Linked DNA regions of Zea mays: regions 1 and 3 are each linked to region 2. A link is a contact called in public Hi-C data. All regions are on one chromosome and are shown on one strand. Each heading gives the region's core, a stretch centred on a gene start, on an enhancer-like site or on the middle of the called end of the contact. The rest is flanking DNA. Distances are from core to core; before and after follow the strand shown.

The links. Hi-C and Micro-C count contacts between places; a contact is called where the count stands out from the background.
Region 1: a Hi-C map of leaf shows a contact between it and region 2, with 8 times the contacts expected there. The contact joins the promoter of LOC100273978 here to the promoter of LOC100193578 in region 2. A contact is called at or near these places in 9 of 25 Hi-C or Micro-C datasets (bundle sheath, ear, endosperm and 3 more) and 1 of 3 datasets of contacts at active chromatin or transcription factors (leaf).
Region 3: a contact with region 2 is called in a Hi-C map of leaf, with 6 times the contacts expected there. The contact joins the enhancer-like site here to the promoter of LOC100193578 in region 2. A contact is called at or near these places in 2 of 25 Hi-C or Micro-C datasets (both in leaf).

Annotation. Positions count from the first base shown.
Region 1 is chr3:130,549,756-130,554,550 of Zm-B73-REFERENCE-NAM-5.0, forward strand. It overlaps LOC100273978, which reads left to right and starts at 3,011. Exons shown (of 15, transcript NM_001365694.1): 1 at 3,011-3,111; 2 at 3,235-3,302; 3 at 3,394-3,453; 4 at 3,557-3,786; 5 at 3,992-4,169; 6 at 4,340-4,462; 7 at 4,575-4,664. The coding sequence starts at 3,081.
Region 2 is chr3:130,416,850-130,421,391 of Zm-B73-REFERENCE-NAM-5.0, forward strand. LOC100193578 reads left to right here and starts at 2,106. Exons shown (of 2, transcript NM_001358894.1): 1 at 2,106-2,187.
Region 3 is chr3:130,247,291-130,251,837 of Zm-B73-REFERENCE-NAM-5.0, forward strand. No RefSeq gene overlaps it. Among protein-coding and RNA genes, the nearest start is that of LOC103650550, 57 kb to the right of the region's middle. Within about 2 kb of position 1,256, at least 17 of the 20 cell types and tissues checked have an H3K27ac peak or open chromatin away from gene starts, as enhancers often do. A contact at or near this core is called in leaf, where this site is marked.

The sequences.
Region 1 (4,795 bases), core at 1,761-4,260, 130 kb after region 2:
TAATAGCTTAGTGGTCAAGAATTATGGATCTTCCGGTGCCAAGGACCAATGACATGTTAATGTCTAATTTAGCTGCAAGCTCTTTGGTGATGTGGGATTTCATAATTATTTGTCTACTCTTCTCACTTCTGGTAGATCGGAGGTAGATAATAGTAAGCATGCCAAAGGGTGGAATTCAGTGTAGTTCGGCTACATAAACCCCAGGTATGTGTCCATTCAGGACCGACCTTTACCATTTAGCTTAAAAGTATATCATACCAATCAAAGGACTATACCTAGTCAATTCAGCGACTATAAGTATTTACAATTCTGAGAGATGTATGCAACACAAGTACAGAGGTCCTAGATAGAACGAGTAAAGTGGTTCGACAGGAACACACTATGGTTTTCACACCAACATAGTGAAAATTTTCTCAGAATAACCTCTCGGTATACTCGCAACTTCGTGTTGCTGGCGATTACATGTCCTTTTATCTCATAGTTTGCTTCATGTCATTTAGCGACAAAGAGAGCAATGTGCTAACATCTGGTTGAGCAATATATGGCTGAGATTTATAGTCTTAAATTATTTGGTAAGGCCTTTTGCTTACTAATAGAATCCCAATTTGTGATGTCTTCTATGCCAAAAAGGCTTTCATGCATTATATTATATATCTTCGGGTTACTTCGGGTAAAACTTTATGCATGAGGAGAGAGCAAAAAATTAATTTATCTGTGTTTCATTGTATTTCAATTTAATTTCCCAGATTTTCAAGCACTATTGATCTTGATATAGTCGTTACGGCCACTTGGCGATATATAAATATATAATGCCACACAACACAGTCAAATAAAATATACAGCCAAATAAAATTGTTTAAGAAGGTTGCGTATAATGTGACTTCAGGGGTTTTGAACAACCCACCACAATCCACGCGAGTACAAGCTCTAGCGTCTGGTGTCAACGCGTGTGCGGCCATCAGGGCTACGACAACACAACAAGCCTTCGTAATAAGCGCAACAGGCACAATTATGGCTCAGTAATTGGGGTACACAATAAGTCCGCACAACGTGCACAACAGGCGCAATTGTGGCTCGATGATCACGGATGACAGACAATGCCTACAGGGTATGCGAAAAATACGCGACTCAGCGATGGCGGTCTGACTCAACAGGAGCGATCCGATTAATAGAGAGCGCGACATAGCAATCACATGACGCAGCCAAGTTCGTATGACACAAATATTGCGTCATGTTGCCAGGGCGCAGCCAATAGCCAATGTCTTAACTCAGCCAATTAATAATGTAACCTGATCGGCACATCTGTGTACCCACTATACAATTTAATCGCTCGACGTAAGTCCAAATTCCAAAAGCTCAACATAATATAAATATTTAGAGCGATTTGAGTATGCCTTATATAGACTTTACATGCATTTTAATAATTTTCTGCTATAATAAATAAAAGCAGAAAAATAAACACCAAAAATATTGCATGAGCATAACACATCAGCATTTTCCATATTTAAACATGTATTTCTCTACTAATTATTTACTGCAGGAAATAATTAATTAAAGTAGAAATTGTAACATAAAACATGCTTTATTCTTTTTTATTTACAATAGAAAATATATAGAATAAATAATATAGAGCATGCATACAAGTTTATATAAATTCACCAAGAATTTTATTTATATAAATAATTAAATTGAGATTAACGACCATTTCGAAAATAAAACCAAGAAAGGCCAAAGAAGAGTCTTTGCTTCCTGTGCATGAGCAAGACCCACGGCCGCTCCCTTTTTTCTGTTGACCGTCCATGCATGCACGATGCCCAACGTCACACGGTTTTTCTGTTTCGTTGCCTCAACGGCCGGCTCGGTAGTCAATCCCGCATTGAAGTTTGAAGTGCGGACGTTACGGATGGATGGGCCTGCCGGGAAACCGTCCAGATCTTCGGGAATAATTAGGTTGGGAACGGGTCCTCCTGTTCTAGCGGGCTCTCGCACCACCGCCACAACCGACCATCATGATTCATGTCGCGGTGTTGGGTCTCGTATTACCCTTGCTGCTTGCGCGACGCGGCCCCACTGTAGGCACAGGCGTGGCTTCTGGCGTCGGCACAGCTCCGGTGCGGCGTGGACGCTTCCAGCGTGGCACATGCCCAAGCGCTGGCGTAGTCTCACCGTAGGCAGAGGCATGACATTGGAGTAGACCAGCTCCAGCAAGGCTCCGATGCGAGTGCTTCCGGCACAGACGCAGCACCATGACGGAGACAACAAGTTGGTGGCGCACAGATCACACCAACGGATCAAGAAAACATACCGCTCGATTGCGTAGAGGGAGAATCGAAGACTGTCGCGTAGGACAGTTCGGCTAGGCCAAGGACCTGCCGGCGTGACGAAGGGTTGATGCAGATCTGATCTCGCAGCAACGTTGAGGTAGAGCGTGCTGATAACGTGTTGAGAACTACGTTACCACGGATCACCAGATCCGCTCCCTTCCCTCCCGTCAGCAGTAGAGGCGCAAGAAGATGTAGAGAACCCGTCTCCCTTCCCATAAGCACGACAGAGGAAACACGAGACACTGGATATAGGGTTGGGCCTCTGGCCTCTTTCTGATCTCTGTATTATGAAAGGGTGTACATGTTCCTTATATAGAGATATGAGACCCTTCAGGGGCAAAGTCGGTATTTGCCCACATAACCCTAACTAGGGTTACTTAACACGAACGACCCAGAATTCATACTTTTATTAGCAGCTGTTCAACCCACTGGTTTGTGTGAGAAGACTGTGACCAAAATTCCGGTAAATATTGAAGCCCTATTATCTTTTTAATAGATAGAAGAAAGTATGAATTTTGGGTGGTGTGGGGATTAAGGCCCAATCGTGCTTCTCATAGGTCCACGACATCTCGGCCCACTCGAAGTCCGGGCCAGCCCGCACTTCCCGCCACGCAGCCCTCTCCCTTCCCGCCAAAACCTTCATCTTATTCCCTTCTTCCCGCCATCCCCCAGCCCAACACGGTGCCGCCTCCCTCCCGCACCCCGGCCTTCTCTGCCTCCCACTCACTCGACGCCTCCGCCGCCGCCGCCGCCGGGATGAAGAACCCCGACTTCACTGCAGACAAAGGTACGCGTTGCTGTTGCAACATCCTCCGGTACCACCTCGAACCGTTCCTTCGTTTGCTCCTCGATGGTTCCTGAACGTTCCCTGGCGGTGCGTTGGTTCATGGCGTTTGGTTTGTCTCTGCAGCGCTCGCCAAGGACTTCCTGTCCAACTTCGTCGGCCCTCACGGCGACCCCAAGTACCTGAACATCCTGGTACCTACCCACGATCTCTTCTCTTCCCCGTGTTCTAGGGTTGCCCCTTCCAGATCTGCAGTATCACGCTGATTTCTCCCTCTGGTCACAGCAAGATGTCGCCAACAGGAAGATACGCGCGGTCCAGATCGAGCTGGACGACCTGTTTCATGTACCAGCTCCTCACCTCCACACCATTCAGTTCCCTTCTGTTTGCCAATTTTGCGGACGCAAGGTGTGATTTTGGCTGCAAAATGTTGTTTTCGGGTGCGCAGCACAAGGACGTCGATGAGGAGTTCCTGCAGCGTGTCACTGAGAACACGCGGCGCTACGTCGGCATCTTCGCGGAGGCCATGGACGAGATCATGCCGGAGCCCACTGAGGCGTACACCGTCGACGAGGACCGGGACATCCTGATGACGCAGCGTGTGGACGAGGGGGTGGACGGCGGCGCGGACGGCACGGACCCGCTGCAGAGAATGCCACCAGATATCAAACGGTTCTTGTAAGTGGCCTTGTCCTAAATTTGCCTTGGTGAATGGTGACCTGGTTTCGATAATCTGGTTAAACAAAATGGACCTACAATTGTTCTTGGAGCTACCGAATTCTGTACCTCCAACTGGATCTGCAGTTCAATAATTTCCCTGTATATCCATTTATCGAGCTCTGTTGATGTTTGTCTAAAAAATGATTTTGTTTTGGTACTGTAGTGAGGTTTACATCAAGACATTCTCAAAGGCAACTCCACTCACCATTAGACAAGTAAAGGCATCCAACATTGGGCAGCTTGTGAAAATATCTGGGATTGTTACTCGCTGCTCGGATGTGAAGCCCTTGATGCAGGTTGCTGTTTATACATGTGAAGAATGTGGCTTTGAGATATACCAGGTACTTGATCTCATTTTAGGCTTCCTTAGTGATTTGGTTTCTATATTTGACACCGTATGATAAATGATCTTACTGAAAGACACTTCTGTCTATAGTCAGCTACATACCTAGAATTTTGTATCTGGTCTAAGTTCTATTTTGAATGAAACTTTTTGTTTTGAATTTGGCAGGAAGTGACTGCTAGAGTGTTTATGCCCCTCATTGAATGTCCATCTCAACGATGCAAGCTGAACAAAGCAAAGGGGAATCTAATCCTTCAATTGCGTGCATCGAAGTTTTTGAAATTTCAGGAGGTATTAACCTTTCTTGACAATCTGGTCAAGCAGGGCTATCTTTTTCCATAGCAGCCAAAATTTCATCATATTTTGGATTCCACTTCCATATAACAACTACATTGTCTTGCAGGTGAAGCTTCAAGAGTTAGCAGAGCATGTACCCAAGGGCCACATTCCTCGTTCTCTGACTGTTCATCTAAGAGGAGAGCTGACTAGAAAGGTAAAACAAAATAGTAGCTTTACTGAAACTTGAGCAGTTTTTTTGGGTTGCTTTGCGCAACAATAGCCTTTACTCTTCTGTTATCGCTATTTCTATCAATGTGCTCTACACTTAGCTTCAGAAGCAAGCTG
Region 2 (4,542 bases), core at 856-3,355:
CGGAGTGTCGCCCCCGTGTCCGCATGCTTTCGCCCTGTGCCTCGTCGTGCTGTCGCCCAAGCGCTTGTCGCGTCGTCGTCGTGTCCGTGCACACCACCCCACGCCTCGCCTCCTTGCCTCAGCACCCCATCCTCGTTTCATTCCCTCGGCCCGCACAACTTCCCCAACTTCTGCCGGTTCGAGGTAGTTCTTTCATCGTTAGTAAAATTCTCTCTAGGGTTTTTTTGCTATTCAATGTGAAATAGGTGCTCGGTGAATTGCTCGAACCAATTTTGCATCAAGAATCAATATATTGCATGTGTATGGTGGTTCAAAGCCGACGAAACATAGTTTATAATCTTATATATACTCGTAAGAAGTATAATAACAAGAACAAAGTCAACAAGCATAATTTATTTATTTTTTATATTTTAAATATGATTAAATTTATTACTTATTCATAATTAGTTTGTGCCAGAGAAACAAACAACTTCCAAGTTGAGATCAAACACTAGTACTGTAACACTAAGGCTACCTCTACCAGTTTACTCATCATTATTCTTATATTGAAACTCTGCTTTACGAACAGTGCAGTCTATAGTGCAAAATAATATTTTACATAGCGATATGGGTAAGCCTTGGAGGCAGTCGACACTAGTGCTCTAGCCTCAACATCGGATCACACAAACGCACACATAGAGACTAACAACCTAACACAACCCAAACTCGTGTATATACATAATAGGACAACTTAAGCTTCAACACAAAACCTAGGTCCTATGTGGCACAACTTATTTCACAGCTTTCTCGCAGATTTAAGAAGAAGATGACCGAACAGTAGGCTTCTGCAACAATTTATCAGTTTAAACTACTTCTCAAAATAAGCTAAAAACAATCAATAAGCAGAATCTGTCTTTCACCAGTTTTCTCAGATAAACTACTTTTACAATCAACAGAAGCTCTGCCAAACAGAATCCTAGCTAGTTCTAAGTCGAGATCGAAAGCATATGGATATAAAATGAAAGTAATCTTAATCTAAGTACACAGTTAAAGATATCTCGTATCTCTCATTCTGTTTGCTCTTCCTTTAAACGGATAAAATGCAAGATAAGAAACATTGTAGCCTAGAGCATGTTTGGAAACACGCCATTTTTTGGGTTTCTATCTTTAATTTCTAGATATTGGTTTATAGGGAAAAAAACTGGATGCACGCATTTGAGGCTAGTTTCTTGAAATCAATTTCTAAATTTTTCGATACACAAAGGCAAACCTATCTTTACTGAGCATAGATCTAGAAGCGATGGCAATCACCATAATTTTCACCAAACCAACTAATATTAATGTGTAATTTACTAGGCAAAAACTGATTTTAGCTAGAAAAGGCTAGTTTCTTGGTTTCTTAGAAACTGGGAATCCAGTTTCTAGAAACGGGAGCATAAACTGACATATTTAAAAACACCTTAGTTTTTATAAATCATTTTCTTAAAAACTGGATGCTTCCATACGTGCCCCTACTTGCAAGCAACGAACAAAGTGGTGAATCAGTTACCGCATTTGCGTGAGGCGACCGACATGTTTTAAGTTGTATGATGGCGTGTTAAATTATTTGTATGATGTCGTGTTAAACTAACGTGCCACGTCAATAAGAGATAGTTTGACTAGCCCTAAAAATAGCAAAATTATTTGTTTTTTCGGTAAATCTGTAATACGGCTGTTCTAATTTATAATTCGTTTGATTTATTTACGATAACTTTGATGATTCACCTTATTCAGAATTTTTAGAAAAAGTGAAAAATTTAAAATTATACTTAAACTATATTATATAATAAATAATATCACGGTACAAATTAATAATAATTATGATTTTTTTAATAAGATGAGTCAGTTAAAATTATAGGGAAATTTGGATCCATACCATTAAAAGATCACCACTTTGTATCCATACCATTACTATCTCACTTACATGTGAGTCCACATGAGTCAATGACATGTGGGGTCCATGGTATATATCTAAAGTTTGGATCTTTTAATGGTATAGATCCAATTGTTCCAAAATTATAAGATGAGACGATGAGTATTTGCCACCGTCAACTGGCTTGACCTCTTCGGAAAGGGAAAACGCCACCACACGCGGATCGAATTAGGCTCTCCGAGTCTCCGGTTCCCTCCTCTCGGCGGCGGCTCAGGTCCCTCTCCATCTCCGGCGTGGTGAGCTCCCCTCCTCTCCACCGTGCCCCGGATCTTACCTCCTTTCCCGGCTCCTTCTCCTACTCGGCTACGCGCCTGCTCGCGTTTTGAAGATAAGCTTAGCTCTTTCGGTTTCCTTTGCCGTCCGGATCTGGTCCCCCCACGGCGACGGGGCGCTGGGTTCGCGCGTCGGATCCGTTTCGGTGTGGGTGTCGAGGACGATTAAGGCGAGGGGATTAGGTCGTCGTGTCGATAGTTTGGCGTGGTGTGGATACGGCGGCCGCCTCTGCTTCTGGTCCTTGGGTGGGATGAAGGGACGCAATGGGCCAAGGGTCGTCTGCCGTGGAGTGTTGAGGGGCGGTGCACCGATCGAATCCGCAGCGAACAGTTCTGGTGTATTATTCTTATGCACCGGTGGCTGTTGGTCTGCGATGCGAGAGGGATGCTGGTGGTGAAAAAGAAGTGGTGCTTGTTGCATGGAAAATACTGTCTGGTGTACATATAAAGCCATTTCTTTTGGTGTGTAATAATGTTCTTTATTCAGTTTCTGCGGTCTGCTCAAGGATCTGAATTCATCAGGGATGGACTAGTATGCAAGCAAATGGGGTATTTTGAATCAACTTTGCTGGGATTGCAGTTTTTACTGATGTTAATAAACTAGATATGGGGATCTGGCTGCATTTGCTTCTGCCTTTAGATGGCGCAGATGCATAACCTACATCTTTGTGACATTTTGTGGTCTACCATGTTTTTATGTTCACGAGGGTTTGCATTATTCGTATTTTTGATTTAGATGCATTTCTGCTCCTTAAGCTGGAGACCAGGGTGCATCTAACCTATCACAAGTTTGTCAAGTGAGTGTAATCTTCTTGCTTAGCATTAGCCTTTGTCATGCGTAGCTTCTCAGGTACTAGGTCTTCGTTTCATAATGTACATGCACACATCACATATTCTGAATGTAGCAATAGGGAGAATGTACATTGACTGTTGTTTTGTGTTCTTCACTTCTCAGTATTTCTATGTTCATCTATAACCTGAATGAACTGAGGGTTCTCTGGCTCTCTGCTTTGCATAGAAAATTAACTACTAGACATGATTTTCATGGCATGCTTATGTTGTATTACCTTCATAGGTTAGGTTGGGAATCAGGCTGCATTTAATACTACCTCCAAATGATGCGTACTCTCAAGCCTAGGTTCTTGTGACATTGACTGATAGGAGCTGATACATATTGGATTTTCGGGTCTAGTTAGCATACGTTCAAATTGATTGTCCATCTTCAACTCTATGTTTAAAGTTTTGCAATGTGGATCATCGTGTCTTAATAGTCTTTGACAATTTCTAGTGTGTGGATGTAATTTAACCTGTATCCTATTCCTAGACCTGGGACTTACTCTGATGTGTGGAGGTTCTTTCACTTAATCACATGTTCTTAGGTCTTATCAGCTTGCTGTTGCTTTCCATTTCCATGTAGCTTCTAGGATACATGATATTTATGAGTAAGTATTGGTGCACATGAGTACATCACATCAGGTGCTGTGGTAGGGTGCCTCTTTAGATTGCCTCTTCATTGTACTCTTAGGATCAGATTGTTGCATTGCTTTTGCTACACTATATATGCATATGCACTTCCATTTGTTATACTGAACTATGAACTATGACATTGTATTCTTTTGCGTTGTTATTAATGAATTAATGTTAAAAATGGCTGCTGATGCTAGCCTGTAAACACTTTGGTAAAGTTCGCTAGCGCTTTGTCGTTGTCCAGACCCTAGGCACTTTACATGAGATTCTACGGTCTTACCTGTAGATAATTGAATTTATTTGTATTATAACTTATGCAAACGCGTCAATAGCGCAGTGCTAGGTCCTCTAGGTGGAGGTCGCCAACCAAGGTTCAAATTATGGGTTGCACGAAAAAAAGCCCCTTCTGTGTAACTGTCTTCGGAGACGTATGTGCTGCAGGCACGCCCTGGGCAGCCAGGTTTTGGGCTCTTTTCTCTACCCTGCAGTTTGAGAAAAATCCCTTGCTGTTAGATATTGGGGGATGTCAAACCCCCAGGGGTCGAGTTTTTTTTTTGTATTATAACATGTATGTGTATCATAGCTATCTTCCAGACCTTTCCTACCCTGAAGCATATACCTTAGTGCAAACTCACTGAAATCTCAAGCATGCCTCATATTTTCTGAAGCTTTTGTTTTTTACCTTTTGTGTTAGCAGTCTGTTATTGTTTTCTATTTCACAAATAAGTCAATATGCTGTCTATTTTTACTGCAGCCATTGAATTTTTGTCCACAAATATAAGGACATTCGGCGTAACCCACCTGAATAGGCACAATTATAACGCGGCTGTATATGGCATTGGTTACCTGAAT
Region 3 (4,547 bases), core at 6-2,505, 170 kb before region 2:
CCTAGATTCATGCAGGTATTTAGAATGCTTTCACCAACATTACGTTCCTGATGCATTACGTCGATGTTATTCATCAGAATCAACGCCTCAACATATGGGAGTTCCCATAAACCACATTTATGGGTCTAGTTATGCTAGGTTCCAAAACTTACTTATCCATAAATTCCATTCTATTTCAAATTATTAAGAATAGCCTCAATCTCTAATCCGCTCAAACGTTTGGGTGGCCCCTTTTGATGATAGTGTCCTTCTTAAAAGTGTTTACCTCAAACCTATACATATGATTGTTTGGCAAGAAGAATCTATGGCTTGACACACCCAGACTTCATAGTTAGGTATAAAGCCATGCTTGAAAAGGTGCCTCGATAGAGTTTTCTTGTCTTGACACCTACAAATTCAACACATGCTACATGGATATCGCACATCTGTGTTGGTTATTAACAAAGCAAAAGCGAGATTGATAAAACCCCTGTCCTTTTTATCCACTCCATTGAGGGATCATTCATACGCCAACCTTCATACATCCATCGATGGTCCTCACTCACCACCATATTTGTAATACCTAAAATTCTATTTTGGATTAAGGAGGACTAACCACAAAATATTAAAATTAAAATGTGCTTAATAAGAACTTACTTCCCTTTCAAAGTCATTTTCCAAATAATAATGACATATGATCCAAACTTAGGTTTGAACCTTTGAATTGAAGTTGGAACTTAAAAGTGAAAATATGGAACAAATGAGAATATACTTATATAAGTTCAATTATTGAATAATATATTTGTAAATTTTGTGTAAAAAATTTATGTTAAAGTACCCTTTAGTAAATATTATCCAATAGATAGTATTCGCTGAAAAAGACATATTTGGTGTGTATGCATTATATACTTAGAGGCATTTGTTTAAATGGACAAGATAAAGAAATAAATAATCAAATATAATTTTGCATTTGCATGCTAGAGTCTTATGGTGATTGTGCATATGAATTTGAATCTTAAACTCAGATTTGAATTTGAAATAGGAATTTGAAATTTGAAAATCAAGATAGAAAAGAAAAAGAAAAATATATATAAACAAATAAGCTCTCGCCCTGTATCTGCCGCCGGCCCCATTCCTCCTTTAAAACTCTTGTGTAGCCCACTTCTGCCTCCCACCCAAGCATGATGAAACTCGCGTTGTTGGGTGGGCTCAGCACGTCAGACCTCCACCTGAGCAATGTGTGTGCGGACTTGCCCTAGAGCCACTGTCACGTGGACCCCTATCGTTAGCCGGAGCTGCCCACGCGCGCGAGGACTCGCCCTCATACCACCGCCACATGGGACCCCCTTTCCAGCTACTTGCTAAACCTCGAGACTGATAGGAGGGCTATGTCCTCATTCAACAAAATAGAATGTGCTTGTCCGTGTTTTTCGTGAAGCCCCACCGGCCAATCCCAAAATGCCTAGGATTTGCCTCTATAAGGCCTTGTTCGGTTACATGGGATAAAATCCCACCATGGATTTAATCCCGATATGGATTGGGTGAATCCATACCTCACACCCAATCCTATGGTGGGATTAATTCATCAACTTATCCATGTGTCTCTCAAATCTAGTTATTCTTTTGATCCATGGATTCTAATGTAAACTTGTGCAATATCTTTATGGATTTGTTCCATACCTAATGAGCTATGGATAGAATCCATGTCTTCCATAGTTTAAAAAATTCCCAAACACTTGGGTTATATTCCATGATAGGTTTAACCGGATAAAAAAATTTAAGTAGTCTTGGATTATTTTGGGGCATGAATTGTGACATGGATTTAATTCCAATCCATGCTAATCCAGAGCTGGATTGGTGTAAACGAACAAAGCCTAAAAATGCGACCCATTGCCCATAAAGCATCCAGACGAGATCCCCTACATCCTCGTGTGACACCACAACCACCGCGAAACATGAGATGGCGAAGAGCGGAGAATTAGCCACTGTCGTGGTCTTGCACATCTGTCATTGATCTATGCATGTGGTGTGGTTGAGGATGATCGACAGATCATGTACAAGCTCTTTGTGAAGTCGTCAAGCAGGGAGGGTCACCATCAGTGGCGTAGCTGCTGGGTGGTCCGGGTGGGCCATGGCATACCCTGTGGGCCGGCCCACCCGACCACCAATGCAACGGAGCCAACAACAAAAAACGTGTAGGTGCTAGGTGTAGATTGACTCAGTCCTGCAGGCTTGCAGCAGCAGCTATACAAAAAAACAGGCAGCAAGGTCACATCGTCCAGCTCCTGGCTCCAGTCGTTTAGTGTATTTTCTGTTTCATATTTACACTATTTTATATTATATTTATATTTTAATGTTTGCGCTTATAGACTTAAATGTTAAATCTATAGTTTCATATGTTGTTGTTATCTTTATGTTTTGATTTGTATACTAAATCATTATAGTCATACTAAATAATTTATGAATTTTTTTATGGCATACCTCATAAAAAAATTCTAGCTACGCCACTGGTCACCATCTCCAGCCGAATTGCTTGTCGGTGTTGACGATACACCTTGGAGCCGTGGTGTCACATGGGTGGAACTCTTGTCGCTTCAATCTGAGGTGTGATGCCTTCGACATCATTCGCCTCGTCCTACTCATTTTATAGCACCAGTAAGTCTTGGGTTCGAGGCACTTGGACGTCTGGATGCCGCCCACCGGTGAGCATCGCCGCCACCTAGGTGAACACCACCGCGGTCCGACGTCAGGGAAAGGGAGGAGGAGCGAAGGCCGCTGATCGTGATACCACCACGGTCGGACGGCCGCCGCCGTGCTTGGACGACAGATGAAGGAGAGGAGCTCCTGACTGTTAGATCTCTAGCCAATGGCTGAGATTAGAAGGTGAATACCGCTTTGGTAGATTAAAGTGTGTGCTTTGATCAGCCATCGAAGGGCCACGGATATCCGTAATCATGGCAGCTTTCAGACTGTGGATCTCAGATCCGATGGCCACGAGCGCGTACCCCTTCATGTTATAATCAGTCCATCAGATCAGAATCGGACTGCTCGAGATGGTCGGTTCCCTTTCAACCGATGGCATTTTTATTTAAGAGTCCATGGTGTTTTCTAAAATCGACCTGTAGTTTCGGCCAATTATAAAATCATCACAAACCTGTCCTTTCTCTTGCATATTAGACCCTATCTTTTTAAGAATTCATGACCGTCGTCCTTTTCAGGAATGACATAAATAAAAATATATTACAAAACCATGGGAAATTCTTTTTAGGTATAAAACAAATGCAAAATGTCTAGAAAACTTGTAAATTCATTAGCTTCTCCGTTTTGACTCTAATTTTAGTGGTTCTCGAACCTACGATCTCGTAGTGGCACGTAGAATATTCCTATGTAGTTTTTTCCATGTTTTGATGTAATGTTATTTTATTCATTATTTGCTTATTTGTATGTATTGCTACGAGTAGAAACGAGGTCACGAGGAATATTGTCGGCGTTTCGAGACCGGGGGGTCCCTGGGCCGACGAGTGAAATGTCGCCGCGTGCTCCAGCCCAGATGGGTCGGCGCGAAGCCGAGCGCGAAGGGGGAAAGTAAGGTGGCCGGAGATGGGCGTGAGAGAGGTGGAAATCCCGCGGCCTTCGTGTTCGTCCCGCGCCCAGGTCGGGTGCGCTTGCAGTAGGGGGTTACAAGCGTCCACACGGGAGAGGGAGCGAGCGGCCTCACGCGAGCGCCTGTCTCGTCCTCGTCCCCGCGCGGCCAACCCTCTGTAAGAGGGCCCTGGTCCTTCCTTTTATAGGCGTAAGGAGAGGATCCAGGTGTACAATGGGGGGTGTAGCAGAGTGCTACGTGTCTAGCGGAGGAGAGCTAGCGCCCTAAGTACATGCCGTCGTGGCAGCCGGAGAGGTTTTGGCACCCGGTTTGTGTGATGTCGTGGCCGTCGGAGGAGCGCCGGAGCCTGGCGGAAGGACAGCTGTTGGGGCTGTCGAGTCCTTGCTGACGTCCTCTTGCTTCCGTAAGGGGGCGGAGAGCTGTCGTCGTCAGGGAGTGTGCGGGGTGCCATCATTGCCTATTTGGCGGAGCGAGCCAGATGGGACGCCGGTCTTGTTCCCCGTAGCCTGAGTCAGCTTGGGGTAGGGTAATGATGGCGCCTCCTGTTGACGCGGCCGGCCCGCGCCCTAGGTTGGGCGATGTGGAGGCTCCTCCAAGGTCGAGGTCGAGTCTGTCTTCCGAGGCCGAGGTCGAGTCCGAGCCCCTGGGTCGGGCGAGGCGGAGACCATCGGCTGAGGCCAGGGCTGAGTCCGAGCCCTGGGGTCGGGCGAAGCGGAGTTCGTCGTCTTCTGGGGCTGAGCCCAAGTCCGAGCCCTGGGTCGGGCGGAGCAGAGTTCGCCGTCTTCTGGGGCTTAGCCCGAGTCCGAGCCCTGGGTCGGGCGGAGCGGAGTTCGCCGTCTTCCGGGGCTTAGCCCGAGTCCGAGCCTTGGGTCGGGCGGAGCGGAGTTCGCCGTCTTCCGGGGCTTAGCCCGAGTCCGAGCCCTGGGTTGGGTGGAGCGGAGTTCGCCGTCTTCCGGGGCTTAGC